Linked DNA regions of Gossypium hirsutum: regions 1 and 2 are each linked to region 3. The links are chromatin contacts, called in public Hi-C maps. All regions are on one chromosome and are shown on one strand. Each heading gives the region's core, a stretch centred on a gene start, on an enhancer-like site or on the middle of the called end of the contact. The rest is flanking DNA. Distances are from core to core; before and after follow the strand shown. Region 1 has its middle 16 kb from the start of LOC107896659. Region 2 holds the start of LOC107896660 (zinc-finger homeodomain protein 4). Region 3 has its middle 30 kb from the start of LOC107896662.

What was found. A called contact is a pair of places that touch in the nucleus more often than the background predicts.
Region 1: a contact with region 3 is called in a Hi-C map of leaf, with 4 times the contacts expected there. The contact joins two enhancer-like sites. A contact is called at or near these places in 17 of 34 Hi-C or Micro-C datasets (callus, fibers, leaf and 2 more).
Region 2: a Hi-C map of leaf shows a contact between it and region 3, with 2.2 times the contacts expected there. The contact joins the promoter of LOC107896660 here to the enhancer-like site in region 3. A contact is called at or near these places in 12 of 34 Hi-C or Micro-C datasets (anther, callus, cotyledon and 3 more).

What each region holds. Positions count from the first base shown.
Region 1 is chrA10:93,196,966-93,201,406 of Gossypium_hirsutum_v2.1, reverse strand. No RefSeq gene overlaps it. Among protein-coding and RNA genes, the nearest start is that of LOC107896659, 16 kb to the left of the region's middle. Within about 2 kb of position 2,131, at least 5 of the 9 cell types and tissues checked have an H3K27ac peak or open chromatin away from gene starts, as enhancers often do. A contact at or near this core is called in leaf, where this site is marked.
Region 2 is chrA10:93,145,640-93,150,208 of Gossypium_hirsutum_v2.1, reverse strand. LOC107896660 (zinc-finger homeodomain protein 4) reads right to left here and starts at 2,238. Exons shown (of 2, transcript XM_041079030.1): 1 at 1,141-2,238; 2 at 1-1,110. The coding sequence starts at 1,211. The coding sequence ends at 294.
Region 3 is chrA10:93,078,586-93,083,414 of Gossypium_hirsutum_v2.1, reverse strand. No RefSeq gene overlaps it. Among protein-coding and RNA genes, the nearest start is that of LOC107896662, 30 kb to the right of the region's middle. Within about 2 kb of position 3,489, at least 2 of the 9 cell types and tissues checked have an H3K27ac peak or open chromatin away from gene starts, as enhancers often do. A contact at or near this core is called in leaf, where this site is marked.

The sequences.
Region 1 (4,441 bases), core at 882-3,381, 120 kb before region 3:
CTAGATCTGTTTATGAATTTATTCACTTGTGACATTAATTGTGTGACATACCTTAATCCTGAATGAATGATGGACTCTGTATGCATGACTCGTATACTTTGATGTAAGTAAAAGTTTGAGTTCAAATAGATAAAGAACCAAAAACTGGTGTGTTAGGCATACTATTTCTGCAGTATGTAACATCATTCACAATAGAGGAATTCATAGCCCAACTAAAGATTAAATGATATTCTCTCATTGGCATTACATGACAGATGAAAAATAAATGTGACAATGGGTCGTTTGTCTTTGTGATAAATGACTTTATTTCTATTTGATAATAATTGACTTTTCATGAAGATGTAGTAGCTATAGTGAGATAAAATATAATCATATTAGGAGAACGAATTTATCCCCAATAGATTAAGGATATCTTATAAGGGTAACACACTTATGACAAGGTCATTGCACAAGCACTAATTAAATAACTTTCGTAATGATATGTAATTAGGGGGAGCTTAGTCACAATACTATAGTGGAATGACTTCGTGACTAAATGAGTTTATAATTAATAGGCGAAAAGATGAAACTTAATTATAGATCATTTGAAATGTAATTATATATGTCTAATTGGTTCCTCAATTAGCTCATTGAAATCATAAATGAATTACATCTAGAACTAAAAAGACATGGATGAATGAAAATTATGAAGTTAGAGAAATGGGTCACATTCATAAATGAATGTGTTTTCTCACTAAGTATAAAATTGACTAGAGAATTAGTTGGAGGTTTTCGAATTATTATTTAATTAATTACAGTTAAATAATTGTAGTTCGAAAACGAAATTAAATCAATTAGTCATTATAAATCTATTGAATATGAAAAATAAATATATTTTCTCATAGATTCTTTTATGGTAAAATCGTCATGACTTCAACGAAATTAGAATTGTATTGAAAAATTATTTAATTAAGAAATTAATTTAGTTAATTAAATTAATTAATTAATTAGTATTTATTTTGGGAATAAAAAAACAAATTTTGAGTTGAATTAAGTTATAAAGTATTGGATCAAAAGTTTAGGAAACACATATAATTAGACCTAATATATGAGATCTAATTCCCCTCATTTTATGTGTGAAGGCCCCCACCTCTTCTAGTTAGATTAGGAGAATGCTTTTCTGTTAAATAAATATTATTTATGTTATATTTATTCAAGTAGAATTCTCTTATCTCTCCCTATAAATAGATTTATTAACAAGTTTTTACACACAAGTTGTATATATTTTTATATTGGCAAAAAATAGTGGTAAATTATTTTCCAACTATAAATTTTATTTTTTGAGAATTATAATTTTTATCGATTTTTATTTGAGAGAAATACTTTACTACTGAAAATAATTAAATTGTTTCTTATTCTATGCTTGATTCTTGTTGCTTGAGCCACATTCGACCCAATTCAGGGTACGAAGATAATGGAAAAAGACATTCAGTTGAAAATTTTGAAACTATATAAATTCATCTCATACAAAGCATAAATATTTTCAAAAAAAATTTACTGCTATAAATATTACAAACCGACTCAAATTTCAAAAATTTTAAACTTCTTCTATGACTAAAAACTGTTTTTTAAACCAAAATTGCTAACACATAAACTATATGAACATTGTATTGATCCTTAAAATTTCTTGTCCGTGAATTATGACCCAATTCCGACTTGTAATATCCTTCATAAAATTATTTTTAAGGTTATCGCCAATAGATTACAAGGTGTTCTTCCGTAATGTATTGATTGGGTGTATAGAGTGCTTTCATCCCTGGGAGAGTAATCTTGGATAATATTTTAATTGTTTGAGATGCTAGACTCTTATAGAAAAAAGAGAATCTACCTTTACCTTGAAATTAGACACATGCAAAGCATATGATCTGGTGGAATGATCTTTTGTGGAGGCAATGTTGCACCAAGTGGGGTTTCTTGATTCCGTTGTTGATGTGATAATGCATTGCACTATTACGGTGACATACTCGGTTGTTCTTAATGGAAAGAGGGGGGAGATGTTCTTACCTACAAGAGGTCTTTGACAGGAAGACCCGTTGAGTCCCCATCGAGTCTTTATTTATTTTTGGTTTGTAGTGAAGGGTTCTCTATGTCTTTCAATTTAGGGAAAGAGGAAGGAAGAATCATGGGTACTCGTGTTTGTCATGGTGGACCAAGGTTAACTCGCTTTTTGCATACGAGTTTTATAAGGCTACGGTGATAAGGGCATCGAATCTTAAGGATATCATAGAAGATTATCAACGTTGTTCAGGTCAAAGTGTGAATTTTGATAAAAGCCTTATTTATTTGAGTGAATGTTACCGATGACCTTCGGCTTCAGATAAAATTATTTTTCAGGTTCATACTGGAGCGTTATCCTCGACGGTTGGGAGGCAGAGAAGGGAGGCGTTTCAAAGATTGAAGGAGTGCATGCGCAGCAAAGTGGAGAGTTGGAGTGGCAGGCTGTTACCCCAAGGAGGTAAGGGAGTATTTATAAAGTCAGTTTTGCAGTCCATTCCCACGTATGTTATGACTTGTTTTCTGTTACCGATTTTGCTCTACCGAGAGATGGAAAGAATTTTGAGCCGTTTTAGGTGGGCTAAATCTAGTCATAAAAAGAGCATGCATTGGTGCTCATGGGCTCAGCTTTGTGCATCAAAGGGAACGGGAGTTATGGGATTTCAAAATTGGGGGAAGTTTAATATTGCCATGTTGGCCAAGCAGAGGTGGAGGCTCTTGACTAATCCTAACTCTTTAGTGGCACTCATTTTAAAAGCTAAATATTACTCCTCTAAAGATTTTCTAAGGGCAGAGATGGGTGTGAACTCTACTTATACTTGGTGGAGTATTTGGAGCGCTCAGAGGGTATTAGAGGTGGGGCTCCGATGGAAGGTTGGTGATGGACGCTCCATCTCAATTTTGAATGATTGCTGGCTCCCAGGAGTAGGAAACTGCAGAATTCAATCTGATCAGATTAGTAATGAGTTCAATATGGTTTCTGATTTAATAGTCCCTAATGAGGGGAGATGGAATATACTGTTGGTGTGAAGTCTATTTTCGAAGGAAGAGGTCAAGAGAGTATTATGCATTTCAGTTGCTGCATCAGGGCAGGAAGATGTGCAAGTATGGAGTGGGGACAAACACTGGAATCTACTCGGTATGGAGTAGCTACCAGTTGATAGCATCAGATAATTTTGATCCTATTGCTTCTACTCTACAGGACCGGCGTATGAATTTCAATTACAAGGCCTTAAGGGCAATACAAATCCCACCAAAAATAAAGATTACTTGCTGGAGACTTCTTAGGAATTTTATTCCGATTATGGATAACTTATACAATCTAAGGATTGCTTCAAGCCCGCTATGTCCAAGATGCCACCTATGTCCTGACTCCTGAGTCAAGTGTGCATGTAGTGTGGAATTGTTGTTTCACTCGCAATGTATGGGCGGAATTGAGTATTTCTTGGCCTGCACAGATGGACGATAGCGAGTTAGTTGATTGGTAGAGCTATCTTTTACAGTGGAGGGGGTCCAACATTAAACAGTACCTCTGTGTTATAATATGGGCACTGTGGAATTCTAGAAACAAATTAGTTCATGAATCTATTACCCAATTATATGGAGTCGTTGTTACCTTTGTGAGAGCGCATGTAGCAGAACTGCATATGATTGGCCAGGACCAAACGCTTGTAATAAGAACTCGGTCAGTAACATGGAAACCACCAGCGGATCCGTGCGTCAAAATCAATTTCGATGCAGCATTTCAAAAAGATAGACAAAAGTCCAGTTCAGGAATAATCATTCGAGATACAGGAGAGATTTTGGCAGCGTGGTTTCAAGTGAATGACCATGTACCGGATTATTTTGTGGTAGAAGGGCTGGCAGCGGTCCAAGCTCTACGCTTTGCTGAAGAACTGGGATTTCGAGATGGAGAGGACAGACCATGTGTGAGCGCGCTGATTAAAGATGGAAAGCAAATTGGAGCAGGATTTAGGTTGAGCTGTTACATGCAGCACAAGAGGGAAACAAATTAAGTGGCTCACTTGCTGGCCCAGGAGGGTCTTAGACGACAGTGTTCTGAGTTCTGGATAGAGGAGGTTCCAGGTATCGCCTCTGACAAACATGAATCGATGACTGTCTAAGATAAGGTTGTAGGAAACTAGTGGTGGGGCGGATCATTCATTATCTCTTTTGCTCTGGTGCTAAATTGGATCAAATTTTGAGTAGCAGCGAAGACGTTTTGGTCGATAAAGATGAAAAGAAAGAGAGAGTGGAAAGCTTTTCTTATTTCTTGTATGATCTATCTGATATGTAACTTAATTTTCAGCTGGCTATTCCTATAAAAATACATTCATCTCTGAATAGGGAACTTCAGGTGTTAGTTATCTATTTTATTTCTGTTTCTTATATCCCTATTTTATCTCAA
Region 2 (4,569 bases), core at 989-3,488, 68 kb before region 3:
TGGATATTTGCAAAAACATGAGTCAAATAATTACTAATGTTAACCGAAACTCGTCTTGGACACTTTTTTATTCTTTTCTTAATTTGCCTAATCTACCACTGCACACCCCACAACCACTATAAGCAAGAAACACACACCCAAGGAACCAAACCAAACCAGACAAAATGATTAAGCTAGCTAATTATGAAGCTAGATATATAGTGGAAGGAAATGAAAATGAGACACAAATTACTAAGAAGGACTGAAGAGGAGAGATACTGATTAAATTGGCGTTTTGACTTTGATCATCATAGTCATGCAGCAGTGGTAGTAGGAGCAGCAGCAGTGGCGTTGGCGGTGGAATTACAAGGGTTTTTCCTGGCTAGGTTGTGCTTGTTGTTGTGCATCCACACCTTGAGGACTCTTCTCTTCACCCCAATCTCTTGGCAGAACTGTTGCACCACTGCTTCTTCTTGCTTTTGGATTTTCCACCCTACTTTCTCTGCGAAGTTAAGCATTTTCTCCTTTTGTTCCTGGGTGAACTTTGTCCTGAACCTTTTCTTCATCAGCTGGAGTGGCCTGCTCCCCGCTACCCCACCACCATCTTCGGGCTGTTCATCCGACTCTGAAGGGAGGGAGCCCATGTTGTAGGACATTATCATCTGGTGGGGTGTTGGTGCTGCTCTTGAGTGTATAAGAGTACCTGTGGGGTACCCTAGAGCCTCAGGTGGTAGGATACTCTTGTGGTGACCTAAGATGAGTTTCCTTCCAACCCTGCTGCTGAGATGTGGACTATGCAACGGGTAACAGTCAAATGAAGAGGGCTCACCTTCAATTTCTTTTCTGTGGAAGTTCCTATGGCAGTTACAGGCTGAGCAATTCAGGGCTTCAATGGTACCCTCCTCTCCACTGGGCATGAACTCACCACATCCATCTATGGCATTGCCCCCCATGGCTGCTGCATGGTTCTTGAGGCACTCTCTGTACCTCACCGCTTTCTTGTAGGGCACATGATCGTCTAGGTTTGTGGACAAGGAGGAAGGTCCATTGGAAAGAATTGGGGGTGCTGAAGAAGGTATGATATGGTTGTGGGGTGCAGCAGGATCATGATGGATCATGTGCCCGTGCCCGTGCCCGTGCCCGTGCCCATGCCCGTGCCCATGCCCATGTCCCCCACCATATGTACTGTTCAAAGGAATTGGGATCTCTCCTTCTTGATTGGAAAGTTCCATTTCTAGGTATTATGTATTTTATTTGTGCTTTCCTTATTGTGCAAGGACTTTGAAGACCAAAAGAGGAGGAGACTGACAAGGTTGGAGTAGTGTTAGGGCAGGAGGCCAAAAATGATTAGAAAATAAAAGATCTATGCTTGCTTCCTTTGTTTATTAAATCCTAAATCCTAGGAGTTTTGTGGACAGCTTGTCAACTCTTGCACAGCACAAGAATAGAAAAACAATATTCTATCCTATCAATCCTTGGCACTGAGTCTGAAAAACCCTTGTTTCGTGAATGCCCAAACCCCATAACCAAACAATAATATTAACTTAAACAAAGAAAAAGGAGACAAAGGGAGAAGGATGACCCACTACGCGGTTATAAATAAAAACTTTGGCTATATATCAGGTTATTTGAGAAGCAGGTTAGAGAGAGGGTTAGGGTATGGTGTATCTATCAGAGAGTAAGGCAGATTTGGATTGATGATGGGAAGGACAAATGAAAAAAATAAAAGAGTCAACAATAGAACCACCTAGACTTTGAATTATCTCCCATCCTATTGTTCTCATAAGTCTAGGGTCAACTGGGAAAGAAGAGAAAACAAAAAGAAAAGGAGAGGAACAAGGCAAAGTGTGTGTTGACTCAATGTCTCCCTTGGAAATTAGGAAAATGATGGCTGTAAGAAGAGAAAGGAAGATCAGTCTCTTACTCACTTACTAAACTAATATTGATACAACAATGTCTTTTCTCTTTTATTTTCTATTCACTCTAGATATGGAAATTAATAAAAGTGAAGACGACCCAGGGATGAGAGAACAATGGCAATCAATAAAGCAAAGAGAATAGAGGGTTTGATCTTAAAGAAATTAAAAAAAAAAAGGAAATGAAAAAAGGGTAGAACAAGGGTGGTGAAGGAGAAAGAGGAGAAGAAAAAAAGAGTTATTGAGAGGAAGGATTTGGTAGTGAAGGACGCTACAAACAGGTGGGTTATACAAGTAGTGAAGGCTAAAAAGAAGAAGACAGAGAGAAAGACAAGAGGAATAGTCTGTTTAAGTGAGTTGAGAGATAAAAATAAAGCAAAAAAAAAAAAAAAGTGAATTAAGGTGCTTGCTTTGCTTGCACTATCAGCCATCAAGTTTACGCCATTTAGAGAGCAGTGTGTCAGAGTGTGCAGACACCACAATGGAATGAATATGAGAGAGAGAGAGAGAGAGCTATTCCCATCCCCCTTCTCATAGTATCAAAATTATGAATCATTTAATTACAAAATTTTAAACCTTTTTTTCTTTTTTGTTTCTTTAAATAAATTTAGCTGAACTTTGCTTCAGAAAATAGACATTCAAGCACAAGCATAAACACACAATTTTGCCCATGCCTTTGGCTCTCTTTTGATTGAAGTTTTTTCTTTCCTCTTTTTTGATTATATATAGCAAAATTAGGGTTTAAGTTAACTTCTGTTAATTAATTGAAGACATTTAAAAAGAAGGGACTAAAGGGTGATATCTGAATCTTATCTATAATAAATGTGGAGTTAATTGGGAGGTGACATACTTATCATGTGAATGATTTATTATGAAGGATCCCATTTTGTTTTTTTCTGTTTCCTTTTTAAACCATATCAAGATTTTAAATAGGAGTATAATTGAATTTTGTAAAATTACATATAATATCTTAAAATTATTAAATTATTAGTAAATTTATATTTTAGTTATTTAACTTAAAAAAATTATAAAATAATTTTAAACTATTTAAAATTTTTTATTTCAGTCACTGGATTATAAAAATTATTATTATATGGTCTTCTCTATACATTATACTTGTACCAATCGAAAGCTCTCATTACTCTTTTTTTTATAATTTAATTTTTTTATTAACTAATTTTAAATGTCATAAATTTATAAATCAAAATCTAAACGATTTTTTTATTTAATCTCCGATATTAAGAGTCAAATCCACTTAGATTTCAAATATATTTTCTACTCTGTTAATTAGTAATAGTTATATAAAGAAATTGAAAAGAAAAGGGGTATGAAATTATAGGTTATTTGAAACAGTGGGTAGAGATGCAAAGTTGGTTGTTCTTTTTTGATTCACAAATTAGTTGGAGAAAAGATTGAAACATAGTCTGACCTTTATTAAATTATTATTGAAACCACTTTATTCTTTATTTATCCCTGCCTTTATTCCACACTCCACCACACTTTATCCTAATTCTTTAGTTTTTTGTTTTTTATCTTTCTCTTCTTGTCTCTTCTTCTACTACTTTATCTTTTTTTTTTATTTCTTCTTTTCATGCCTCCATTACCATTTAGTTCATATTTACATATTAAATGGTACTAGCTGGGAAGGGTCCACAAGAATAAATATTGGCTGATGACAGAAGCTTGATCACAATTTTCAAGAAGTTGAGACCCAAATTTTTCTTTCTTTTAGGGAGGAGTGGAAAACATACATCCATCAATCCCAATCACTGCCAGCCCAAATTCTATGTGAATCATTTACTGCTTTCAATTTCCTTTTTTTACAAAAGAGATAAGATGATGTTTCATCTTCCAATTGGATCAATATCTCATAATTACCCTAAAAAAATCTTGCTTCATCTTCCAAACTCCATTCTTTTATTAATATTGTTCCTGGACAAACTTATTTTAATTCATAGGTGTCACCGATCACTGCAATGTTTTATTATCATTTGATTTATGTCAAACTCTGGAAATAACATAGCCCGTTGATCCCTAGAGCAATCTATGTTGTATCTACATTTTTTTGCCTTCTAAAGTTACTGATGATTCAACCCCCTACATTATGACTTATATCCCTAATTCCTTAGAGCTAAACTGTTGGCTTCCACATAAATGATCCATACCACTGATTGGTCCACGCCGCAAATATAATCACTTAGATGATCTAGGTCACCACAATACTTTATGCCAAAATTTAATCCATACAACCACAAGCTTAACCCATTTCCCTAATTCTTAATTTTTGACTTCCTAGTTTATTCTTCCTATTCTATGGATGTCTTGGTCTAAGGAACAAATAAGCATAAAGATCAATGTATACCCAGGAACCATTTATAGATATTGAGGTTTATCCATAACATCAGTAGCATAAACCCTAAAACACATATAGCATAACTTTATTAACCCATTTCTTTCATCTCTAACATTTGAATACTTGGTAACTTTAGATCATCCAAGAAGGTGAAGAAACCCTCAAAAAGTTGTGACCTAAACCCTAATCACCTTATTTAATTTATTCTAAAAGCAAATAACTTTTTAAAAGTGCTCATGCTTTCGAACAAACCTACTAAAAATTCCACCCTCATTGAAAAGCCTTAACTCATTTCCCTAAACCATAAATCCATGAAGACGA
Region 3 (4,829 bases), core at 2,240-4,739:
ATAGTTTAAAAACCCTAAAAAATATTTCTTATTTTATTTTCGTACTATAATTGATTTAAAAGTATTAATTAGATCTTTAAGTGCTTAGATTAAGATTGATTTAGTACACGTCTCCCTTAGGTACGATTCTCAAAGTACTCACCTACTTCGTTGTAAAATCTACATTACAACTCGACCCGTATACTTGTACATACCGTTTCATAACTTTCCATTTTATTGCAGTATTCACACTTTGGGCATTAGTACATCCAGAGGCAGTCATGTTGTTGGCGCCATTGCCGGGGAGGCAAAGTCACTAGATTGATTTTAACTTTTGCATGTTAAAGAATAATTAGGAAATTTTTAGGTTATAGTTACGACTTTCAATTTGTTCTGTTAAATAACACTTCTAACATTTATTTAAATTTTAGGAATCCTAGACACAAAATAATTAATCAGCATAAAGTTATGGATGACTTCTATTATATATGGTCCGATGAAGACTTCGATTATGACGAAGATATTTACGAAGATAAAGTCTATGATGATTGGAAATCCAGGAAAATCAACGATTATTAATGCTCAAATTAAGTCAACTCCAAGGAGAAATCCCAGATCATCCCCAAGATGATAACAACCGCAATGATATGCCATCAAAAAGGTACCAAGAGGTGCCAAGTCTGAAATTGCACAGAAAGAATAAAGTTATCATAGGTGCTTGTGAAGAAGGAGAAACCTTAGACTACTATCCATTATAGCCGACGGAAAACTATTTAAACGAATTAAATAAAATCTCTAAAAGATGAGATATGGAGCTAGCTGAGGAAATGGACGGTGAATTGAAGAATCAAATAGATCAAAAACTCATCGTCCTAGAAATCTTGAGTAATACTAACAAAGCAGAATCACAAGAATAGTATAAGCTAAACCTACCAATAGAGATGATGATAGTTAGGACCGAATTAATAGAAGAATGTTTATCGATTCAAAGGTTCATAGAACAAAAAGACAAGAAACCAGCAATCCCAAAGGAGGACCTGAATTGACCGTTCTTTTCGTATCCATAATCTTAAACCAAGCACCCCAGAAGTTTATTGATCCGGGAATTTTCCAGCTATTGAAAGGAGTGGGAAAATATATATTGACAGAACTTACGATCATATAGTAGGTTACCGTCAGATCGAACAGTCGGTGTGTATAAATCTAAAGTTACAGTCGTTATGGAATGTTCGATTCTTCCAAAAACCAAATAAAGGAATTATCTGCAGGCTAATGAATGGACTTAAAAGCTTGTAGAGACAGAACTTCAGTGGCACAATACAATATTTTTTCTCAATTTGTCTACCAAGCGCATTACAAATTTCTCCTGAAAAGCCATACCTGATTGATGAAAAGGATAGAGACCTCACAGGAAACAATTGTGAGAAGCAATTTTCAAAATTCTTTTAAAACAAAAATGTTGAATATCCAGTAAAATAGTTGTGTGAGTATATGGTTTAGCCAATGACCAATAACAAGTAGACCATAAAGCAACAACCACTGCAGGGAAGGCAGAAGTTCCCACTTCCACTAGCCCTTCAAGCAATGATGAAGGGTTCAACATTAAGATGATTGATCATCTAACACCCTCTATTGAATCGCATAATCGAGTGATAACCAAGATTAAGGCTAAGGTAAGGATCATTCGGCAGATTAGGGACAGAAATGTAGCACTAAAGAAAGATCTGCAATGCAAGTGATACTTGCATAATTATTCACTCAATCTAGTGATCTTGTACTTTTGATTCAATGAACTAACTTACTCCTACATGTTTGTATCAACATTCATTTGTGCCTTGGTCTAATCAAGAGAGTAAGGATATTTAGCATTTTGTTGGCAATTTTGTTGAAAAAAAAAAGAGGAGTAGAGTATAGATGATGGAGAATAGAAGTATATATGGAAGCTACTGGTTTGAGTGTTGTTGCTTGCTATATAGGAAGTATATGTCCTTTTGTTGATTAATGAAGTTGATGGTTAATGAAGCTATTTACGTTTCCAGAAGAAGATATTGCCGACATTGAATATGCATCAGAGCTTGTGGTGTTCATTTCTTTTTCTTTTGAACTTATTTGATTTGGTATGTATAAGTGAGGTGATGATACTTATTTGTTGATATTGTTACTGTGGATGTTGTGGAATTATTGAATTGATTTGGAACTACGATGATATTATGCTATGGTATATGTTTATTTTGATGCACTTTATTGTATCTGCTACTTAGATATAATTTAGAATTTTGATTGTTAGTGTGAATTCTAGAACGTCATTAATAGTTCAAAATTACTATATTATGTTCTAAGTTAAGGTAAGTAGAGCAAGGTTGTACTGAGGGGGAGGTTTTGTTGATTGTGGTAATTCGCTTCCCATGTTGTTTGATTTTGTTTATCAAATTGTCAAAGGGGAGATTGTTAAGGCAAAATGAGCGAAGAGTTGCTAAGTGGCACTTGGCAGTGCCAATTGTATACTACCACTGAGGTGATTAAAAACTTGTCTTATTTAGTTTGACAATTTAATGAAGAAAATCTTTAGACCTAGTTAATGCTTAATGCTTAAACTCTTAATATTTATTTGTGATTAATTGGGTGTTAGGAAGAGTAGGGGTTAAAATTGGCCTCCCCACAGGGGATCATGCAAGTTGATGTTCCTTATTCTTAAAACTACATATAAAAATGTTCCTTAAGCTTCAAACGTTGGGAAATTTCATTTCTTCTACTGTTAGGATTCGGACCAACCATCAATCATTCTACCTTACCTCATCTTCCACTCATTGCTATTTAAATGCTTTTCTTCAACTACTTCTTCTTCTTTTTATAGCACCTTGCTTTAATTAGTTTCCTTCTACTTTTATACATGATGAAATATAAAATAAAAAAGTAAAATCAATACTGAACATGCATGTGTCTCTAGAATTACCTAGTACAACATGTTTCTTTTGGTTTCATGAAAGTAGAGTAAATAATAGCAGATTAAGACGAAGGGTTTGCTTCACATGCAGTTCATGTTCATGGCTTTATGGACCACAGTAAAATCAATTTGGTGGACAAATTTCTGCAATTTTTTAGTCCAAGCAAAGAGCCACCACCACTGTCAAAAAATAAAAAAAAAATAAAAAAAGCTGAAACATATCATATGCAATTTTATTATGACCAACCCTAAGTCTAACAAGATATTTCCCAACATTTCTTTTTTTGGAGTTTGAAAACTTGTTCCTTTACACAGAATGTCCCATTTAAATATTATTTGGTTTGGTTCTTTTAATGTTATTGGATAATTTAAATACGTTATTGAGTTAATTAGTAATATATGAATAAAATGAAAACTCCTAAATTTCATTGTTAATTCTAACACTCTTTGGGTTAAATGATGACAAACTTTAAATTTAATATTATGGAGTAGAGAGATGTGTGTAAGAGAAGGCGTAGTTTGTGAAAGTGGACCCAGCCTGGCTTAGGCTAGTATGATTTTGGGGGCTTTGCCGAAAAGAGTAGGTTGTCATGGCTTTTAATATTTGTCTGGACTTGGAGTTAAGACTTAGAGGCCACATTAGCATGAGATTCAAAGCTGCACTGCCAATAAAGTTTATTAACCTTTCCTTTTACACTATCCATCTCTTTCTTCTCTGCCCACTATATTATGTACCTCTCCACTCTCATCTAATTTTAAACCTCATGGATTTCATTCTAAGTTATTGCTTATATTAACTTCACTTCACAACCCTTTCTCTTTTATCCTAAAAATGGTTCATTTTCTTATTTCTACATTAACTATCAAATATATTTTTTATTAGTAATTGGTTTCTCTTTTTAGAAAAAAATATCAATCTCTTTATCTTGAATATAATTTATATCAATAACGCTTCAAGATTAAAACTTTAAGATCTTAAGTGTTCAAGTTCGGATCTCACCTATGTAAACTATGTGTAGGTAAATTAGTTTGAGTTTGAGTTGAGTTAATGATTGATTCTGATAATAACCATTGATATAATTACAAGTTGTAACTTTAGCATATAAAAATTGTTAAAATAAAAGTATTATATTATTACGTAGGATTTTCTTAAATCAAATTGATTTTTTTATTGGAGAGCCAAGGATGATAATGATTGATGATTAGAATTAGGAAGGGGAAAGGGGAATTTGTAATAAAGATTGAAGACGCGGCATGATGTAAAAGTAAAAAGAGTAGGAAGAAGAAAAGAAAGCATTATTAGTAGAGCATGAAATAGTAGGGAATTATTCAAACAAATCTATTAACCTAAATTAATTTGATGAAGAAAAGGGAAACATAGAAAGAGAGGTATGTGGTGACATGAAAAAAAATTAATTTTTGACATCTTTTAAAAAATGTGTCATTGTTTGAAAATTCAAAAATATGTATATAATTTTTAATTATATTTATTAAGTTTTAAGTGGTGGTTTGACACTATGGAATTCACTCGTATAAAAAAAAATACAAAAGATAGATACAATTAACCCTAAAAGATATGGATGGAAATGCATGAATGATAATGATTAAAGAGCAAAGAGAAAAGGGAATCTGTAATAAATAAAATGAAGCAGCATTTATATGTAAAAGTAGAAGACGCATGAACCCAAGTCATTCAACACTTCCTGTTCTTCTTTTATTTTCGTTTAATTGTGGGTCAAACTATTTGGTGAGTTCTAGGACTCATTTTTTTCATATTTATTGTATCTAATTTAATTTTTAATGTAATTGCATATGGTAATAAGATTAAATGATTTGAAGGAAATTTTTCAAAAAGTAAAAATAAAATTGATGATGTTAAATTTTGTATGATAGTCAATGAAATTCG